2 separate regions of the Drosophila melanogaster genome follow, and region 2 is linked to region 1. A link is a contact called in public Hi-C data. All regions are on one chromosome and are shown on one strand. The core of a region is the stretch at or near the end of the contact, and the rest is flanking DNA. Distances in the headings are between cores, read along the strand shown. Region 1 holds the start of Mpc1 (Mitochondrial pyruvate carrier). Region 2 holds the start of Ppcs (Phosphopantothenoylcysteine synthetase).

Region 1 (3,924 bases), core at 1,003-3,502:
GGGCCGACGAAGTGGCCTCCCGGGAACGGAAGTTCAAGAAGTACCTGATGGAGCGCCAGCGGCAGAAGAGCACTTACGTTAAGCAGGAGCAGGACTGAGATTCTCGTAGCCATAGAATAGAAATTGCGGAGCATAAGCCTGTCATAGTACCTATCGTCGTCATCCAATTGTTTAGTTAGTTAAGTTGTCGTTGAAGAAGTCGAGAAGCAGAAATCAAATTTCCATTTCCATGTGGACATCAGTTAAGCCACTTATTAGGCATAGTGATGGCGCCCATAGTGCGCGAGGAGTGTTTAACTTTAATTTTACTTTTATTATGTTTGAGAAAACTAAAAAATTTTTATACCCACGGATATGTTTTTCGTCCAAAGCGTAATCAAAAAAAAAAAAAGCACAACAAAAAAATGATTACGAGTTCGTATGTTTTAACCCCATTGATGAACAAAAAAAAGTTTAAAAAATGTCAACAAAAAAATATGCTATTGTTAAGAACAATTGAAATGTATATTTTACAGATATCAACTTATATAACCGTAATTGTTTGAATAAAAAGCATGTTTCAATAAACGTGACAAAATCAACTAACTTTGTATATTTGAATGGGTTCTATAACGTTCTTCATTTTAATGATTAAATGTTACAATTTTATTACAACCATTTTGTATTGACAGACACTAGACAAAATTAGATTTTGATATCTTTTATTGGATTTTAAACCATATTCATATAATCGTAATCTAAGCATTGCACCGACTTAAAATTTTGATCAACTGCCTAACGGAATTAACTAAATGGGCAAAGTAACAAGTTGGGTATAGACTCAATTGGAATTGGAATTTGACCCCAGCGAAAACGGCTACTGGGGCACGACAACTTCGCGATTCGAGATTCAGCCGATTGTGCGGGTGTGATTCACGGCAATTACTCCACCACTTGGATTTGATTTGAATGGGATTGCGGCAGTGCAATTTGCTAGATCTTCGTTGCGTGTGGTGGCAGTAAATTGCGATAGCTGCTGCTGTTGGGTAAACATTTGAAGTGGCTTCGCGCGTCGCGTCTCGGGGAAGTGGATTTCGGGGCAAGGATTACATTTACGCCTGCTGCTCCTTAGACCCGTAATTGTAGTGAAGGAAGCGAAGACCCTGGATCGATTGGGCGGTGGCATTGGTAGCGTGGCAGGCGAAGAGCAGCCAATTCCTGGGCTGGACCTTGTAGGCAAATCGCATAAAGATGCACGAGTACAGGGTCAGAGCTGGAAAAGATCGAGGATAAGCATTTCTGGGAGACTTATTTACATAGGCAAAGGCACAGGACAAATTATAAGCAAAATTTGTCATAATTTCCATTACATTATGTGCATATTGCCTCGCTGGCATCTTATTCCGATGGAATCGGATTATGGAGTAAAATGGACAAATTGTGCTTAGTTTTTTCTCTGTGCAATCTTATCGGCAGACGTTTCGACAGTTTCCGTATCTGGCTTATCAGGCATTATAGAGTGATTTGTTTAGAACATATCACAGCGGCTCTGATTACGACATCTTAAGCGAAAACTTTCGATGCCAGTCGCGCGTGTATGGATGCCAGATGGAGGCCAAAACCCAAGGGGGGATATCCTTACCCAATGTCATTTTGCCGGAGATGAATTTGGGACTCTTTTGTGTGTCGGCGAGAGCAGCCACCGGAATACCCCAGTTGGCCACCGGGCCCCAGAAGTGGGTACTGTGGATATAAAAAGCAATATTTACAATAAGTCATATAAGGCCAATTGATAACCAACAAACAGACCTCATAAAGTAATCCCGCCACTCCTTTGAGGCCGTTGTGGACATAGCTCTCCTGATCGACATGATGCTACCGCTTTGCTAATTGAATATATCTGACCAGAAATGTTAATCAGAAGCGCACCTGGTGGAATAATTTAGATTAGATTGCCATTGCCGCGCAATATAAATCCGAAAAAAATCCCCTCAAGGTCTTACAGGTTGTTCGCCGTGTTGTTGTTGTTTTTGTGGTGCCAGCTGTTGTTGCTGTTGTTTGTTTACCGCCTGGAACACCTTGATCGAAAACACGAAGAATTTGGAACTGCAGGCCGCGTTGCAGGTGTGTGAAGTGTGTGCCTAAATATTCACAAGCTAGGATATATTTTTTGTTTATGTGTCGGCCGTGTTGTCACTCCGAAAGTTATATAAAATTAGTCAAACGAAAGGCATCAACGAGTTTTCTCTGCCGCGTCGCTGTCGCGTCGGAGTTATCGATAGCCCGTACAATCGCCACATCCAAGGGTCACACTTAGAGATGGACGTCGAATGAAGCGAATGCGATAGGTTTTAAATCTTTTTTTGAAAAGTGGTTAACATAACCTTCAGCAATATTTTAGTTGGGCAAATTTGTGCCCAGGCACTATGCTAAGACTTTTATTAATAAAATATTTATAACAAAAAAATATTCTAGCATTGTAAACAGTGTAAAACAATACAATGCTTTCAAAGCTCTACGCATAAATATCAAGAAATCTAGTATATTGATATTTATATTACATTATTAATATTAACTTAAATATTTATAAAGTCAATCGAAAATTAAACATTTAATTGCTATTCTAAAACGAGTTTAATCTTGTTGCTTTTTCATTTAAAATCCTGTAAGTTATACCGATATATTACACTATCGTTGAAAGTCATTGAAGCGCTTGATCGGTGTCAGGCATATACTGATCGCTGCAACACTCGACTCGATTTGCAATCTCGATAGGCTTGTCGCAGGGACTTCCCTCCCTATATCCGCCGAAAAGCGGATGCTTGATGTGCATTAAGCCCGCTAATTACAAGTGGACGTAATGTGTGCATTTGCAACGCATTTGCTGAAGTGCGGGCGCCACGGTTTTCAAGTGGTTAATCCACCACGCGCTTCCGCTCTTCACTTAATACGCGCTCTTCCGGCTCTCTTAAAAGGACCAAGGCGAAGAGAATTGGGGCGATGGTTTCTGCGCCGACAGCCTGCGCCTGAGTCCTTGGCCGCGGCGGCAGAAGACCAAAGCAGCACAACCAGCAGCATCCGAGTGCGAAGCAACCAGCATCCAAAACCGAATCCAAAACTCCGGCTCAGTGTGAATTTGCGACTCGAGAGCGACGGCGGCTCAAAGGAAACTTGGCTCGGTAAATAGTCCTTATCGAAGGAATCCTGGCACCAACAACACACCACATCCTCTGGCCAAATAACAACAACAACAACAACAAAGTGAAAAAGCGGAATAGGCAAATGGAAATTGTGTTGGCAGTCGATGCCGCTGCTGACTTCGCTGCCACTGTTCTGCCAACTTGTAATCCCCGTGTGTGTCTGTGTGTGTATGTGTGCGTTTGTGTGCTGTGTGTGTGCGTGCGTGCGAGTGTTTATATGTGGTCAGTGTGCCATTTTGCAAGCATTTTCCATGTGCGGTGCTTGGGAAAGCTAAAGAAAATTCAAATTATGCCCAAAGAAACCAACTCCAAGAATTGCCAAAACAAAGACAGATTTTGCTTCTTTAAATTTTTAAATGTTGACTACGCGTCATCAGTTGCCGCAGCTTCAGTTCAGTAAAACCTGAAAAGAAAAACCATTTGAAGAAAAATCAATCCTACACATAATGGTCACTTTTTTTTGTATTCCCACATTTGTTGCTAGTAAGCATGAAATTTTCGTACATTTTCCCCAGTAAGTCTGCCAAAAATGTTTTTCCACGCGAGAAAAAAGGAAAAGTTTAAGAGAAAACCAAATGAGCCGCTCCCAAAAAATCCGAATTTATCAACAAAAACAAGAGCAGAAGCAAGAAGAAGCGTGAAAATGGGGAAAAGCAAGAAAGAGCAACCACAACAACAGACAAAGAAAAGCGAGAAATATAATTGAAAATCAAAGAAAGGGAAACACAAAGCAACCAGATTTGTG
Region 2 (3,924 bases), core at 482-2,981, 220 kb after region 1:
GTCCGTATTTCTGTCCGTATGAACGCTGTGATCCTGGTAACTACCAGATCTGCAAAATTAAGTTTAGATATGCAGATTCTAACCATTTTTACTAATATCAAATATAAATTTTTGATGTTCTTCTTAGTACTGGGTGTCTGACAGCCGAGTAACTCGACTAGTTTTCTCTTGTTTTGTATCTTCTTATGTATTTTCTCCCCTTTAACATCCTTTCTTATAGGCACAATAACAGTTTTGTGCAAATCATTACAATAATTTCTTATAAAACAAATTAGAATAACCAAGTCCCTTTCATGTAAAATCCAATGACTTAGAACAAATCCAAGATATTTGGCAGCATTTAGTTATTCAAATCAGGCAGATAAATCAGCAAGTTGACCATAAATCTTATAGAGAGAAACTAATGTGCCTCGTTGTTAACTATTTGCGTAAATCATGTTCGGATTAAGCTGGCCCCAGTGAATAAACACCAGTTGACCCACATAATTTCATATTTAACTTTGAGCTTTAGGAGGCGAATCAAGTATTTGCAAGACTTGCAGATATTTGCAATATATATTATTTACGCATAGCAGCATTTTAAAGTGGAAAACTTAACTTAAAGTGAAACTTAACTAAGATTAAATTTCTAAAATGTTAAATTAAAAACTAACAAAAAAAAGGTGATTTTGGTTTTTTAAAGTATGTTAAAAAAACACTTAACAACTTTTGTTTTCTCCATTCACAAAATGCTAATTGTTTATGCATGCGCCCCTGCATGTGTTTAACATTTACGAACTTTGTTCTAGCCAATTTAAATTTATTCACTTCCACACTTTACACATTTGTTTTTAATGCCCCAGGCGCTCGGCTCAACCATGAAAGCTTTCACCAGCTTGGGCAGTTAATTAACGGAGTACAGTGGTTATTTAGCGCTAATCCTAATCCTAATTCGGATTTGGATCATCCCAGCTCACCGTGACGAGGACGATGCGATTCTGGAGCTTGTTGTGCCGTTCGCAGAACTCCTTGAGCAGGGAGCGATTGTCCTCGAAGTCCGCGGGCGGCAGGTGCGTGTTGTAGAAGTCCTCCCAGTGCGTCATGTTGGCTTATCCTTTACGCTTGTTTTTGCTTTTTCTTTGTCGACCTGCTGCTAATTGGCCGACAAACGGAAGCTCGAAAATGAACGGAAAGTTGCCCTCTTCCGCCGGAAGCTATGCACTGCCAATTAATAAATACAGAATGTGCGAAATGGCAACCAAAATTAATTAACACACGCACTGCACTATTCGGCGTACTATCTTAATTGATTGATTTGCTTTTGCTTTGCTTTGGTTTGGTTTTTTTTTGCAGTTTCCGAAATGCGAAGGGCGGAATATGCGTGGCAGGGGGGCGGGGCAGGGGCTGCGGGTGGCGCTGCTTATCAATGGAACCGTTAAGGGGAGCGCGCGCGAGCGGGAGAGCGGAACGGAGCGCTCTGAAAAACCGGAGAGAGAGAGAGCGAACGAAAATGCTGAAAAACGCAGCTGTGGAAATGCGATGCGATGTGCACGGCAGCAAGGTCCGCGGGATTCTGAACCGAAAATGCGATAGGCAGCGATGGATGGCGGAGCGGGACGAGCGGGAATGTGGACAGGCGCACTCAAATCCGTATCTTTATTCGCACGAAACCTCGGGGTTCAAAGTGCAGGCCAAAAAAAAAAAACGCGTTGGCCAGGTAACAGCTGATTGCAGTGTTGGACAGGGACGAATTGGAGGCATTGCTGACTGGTTCCGGCGCATGCAGCAAACTTGTTGCTTGTCAAGATTAAGTTTTTCATGTATCGTTCTAAGGAAGCTATACAAAGGTTTCATTTAGCTAATAAGTAAGAAAGACCACCACTTCTGCCTAGTTATCTGTCAGCCAGAAGGTGTTTTTGTTGAATATTCATATTTGTGAACTAGTTCTTAGTCTTGTGGTACCCATGAGCTATCTGAGCAAAGTTGGCTGCGCTTTAGATATTATTTCAGTGTTGTTAATTAAGAAAACGCGCCTAATTCAAATTCAAATTTGAGCTATAAATACCTGTACGAAAACAAATTATTTCAATTTTTAAAGGGAAACCTTTTTTATTTTAGGGTTAAGAAAGAATAAATGCATAACAAATAAAAGCAATGTAATTGTTAACTCCAAAAATACCTTATACTACTGCATTTTATTGGGTGTGTAACTCGTTCTTTGTGTGGCTATTTTTAATTTAATGGCTTACCTGAGTGTGTTAAGTGTAAACAAGGCTTGTGAAGATTTATATCCAATAAAACTCAAAATGAATCAAGTCAGATAACATGTTTTGGTTATTTTTAAATTGCTTATTCATTTATAATCCATTAAATAATTCCAGTATTTTGAAAACCACAGAGTCTTAAGCAGCTGTGAAAGAGGTAACTTGCAGGAATTTACCATCAACAAAATAAAGACGCCTAAGTTAAATATTCATTTACATTTACATATAGTTTTTATTATCGATTAGCAACGTGGGTTCTATGCGTATTGTTAGTGCAAGGACGTACAAAAGAATCTCTAGAACAATATCACAGAAACTTACTAACTAATTGGTCTTGTCAACTGCGCTGTTAGAAATCGGCGTGACCTTTAGCAACGCCATTAGAGTGTAATTGGGAAGCGGAATGCTTTTCAGCTTGTCGTGGAAATTTATGGCATACATTAGACGATTGAGCACCGTCTCTCCACCACCATCCTAGCTGAGGCTGCAATGAATTGCCATCGTCGTCGTCTCGTCTGAATTGTGTGGTGAGTGTGCACTTTAAACCGAAACCAGGTCCAATTGAAGCCCACCGTCGTATCGGATCGAATCGAATCGGACCAGATTTCGAAACGGACTACGCCCTAGGCGTAGCTGCCGTCGTGGTTGGCGCATAGACCTGATAATCGACGTCGTCGACACCAGCCGCTTCATCCTCCAAGTCGTGATTGACCAGTCGTTCGCGCATTCCATACCGCTGCCTGATGATGGTGAAAAGAGATGGTAAATGAGTTAGCACTCTGAAAATTAGAGCAATTAGCCAATAGAACTCACTCCAGGTGCGAGCGCCATATGACCAGGCCGGCGTACAGGCCGATGGAGACCAAGGCCAGTGCCACCACCACGATGCCGAGCAGCACGTGTCCCTGGCTAACCGCATCCGCCTGCACGTTCAGCGGGCTCATCTCGATGTTCTCGTTGGCGAAGGTTTCGGTGTCCGTGCTGAAGATCACACCGCGTCCCTTGAAACGCTCCTCCAGATCGTCCACGTCATCCATGCTACTGTCGTCTTGGTCGGCATCGCCGGATTCCAGGATCTCCACATCGTACTTGTAGTTCTGTGCCAAAACCAAATTGGTGGCCGAGTTCAGTTGGTCCTCGTCGCGGTGGGGATATGACCGCCGCTGCTGCTCCTCCGATTCCGCCTCTGAGTCGGAATCGTCGGAAGTATCCTGCGATTAAAATAAAATACAATTTTAGTTAGTATAACATGCATATATTATTCAAGCTTTAAAATTAAACGATCAACATGTTTAAGCTGAATTTAACGTATATTCACTAATTATTTGTTATATTTTCATATTTATCTATAAATTGCCTTTAATTGCGTCAATTTGTTTTTCCCTGTGTATACAAAAAAAAGGCTCGTGTCATCGATGTGGCTTTCACTGTCGGCTGAGTAATTGATTTTCAAACGGCACGTGATTCTATGCGAGTTCTATGCCGAATTTGGGCAACAAATTTGAAAGTGGGCGTTGCAAAAGTGTCTGAATTGTGAAGGCGTGTTTAATATTTTTTAAAGTGCCTTATAGCTTCTTGAGATCATCTTTACTTATGCAAACGAATGAAGTAGCTTTAAAAATCCGGCTTTCAAATAGAAATTTTAGTGAAAATTAAAAAAAGTCATATACAAATTGTAATT

What was found. Hi-C and Micro-C count contacts between places; a contact is called where the count stands out from the background.
Region 2: a Hi-C map of the Kc167 cell line shows a contact between it and region 1, with 4 times the contacts expected there. A contact is called at or near these places in 9 of 107 Hi-C or Micro-C datasets (the Kc167 cell line, the Sg4 cell line, embryo and 3 more).

Annotation. Positions count from the first base shown.
Region 1 is chr3R:18,926,407-18,930,330 of dm6, forward strand. Mpc1 (Mitochondrial pyruvate carrier) reads right to left here and starts at 2,253. Exons shown (of 4, transcript NM_001275791.1): 1 at 1,983-2,253; 2 at 1,789-1,908; 3 at 1,622-1,722; 4 at 590-1,252. The coding sequence starts at 1,850. The coding sequence ends at 1,092. CG42613 reads left to right here and starts at 2,790. Exons shown (of 19, transcript NM_001260256.1): 1 at 2,790-3,158. It overlaps Xrp1 (Xrp1,), which reads left to right. Exons shown (of 5, transcript NM_142504.4): 5 at 1-443. The coding sequence ends at 98.
Region 2 is chr3R:19,146,179-19,150,102 of dm6, forward strand. Ppcs (Phosphopantothenoylcysteine synthetase) reads right to left here and starts at 1,732. Exons shown (of 5, transcript NM_169848.3): 1 at 957-1,732. The coding sequence starts at 1,082. It overlaps CG5835, which reads right to left. Exons shown (of 4, transcript NM_142528.3): 3 at 3,057-3,454; 4 at 2,454-2,983. The coding sequence ends at 2,860. It also overlaps asRNA:CR44107.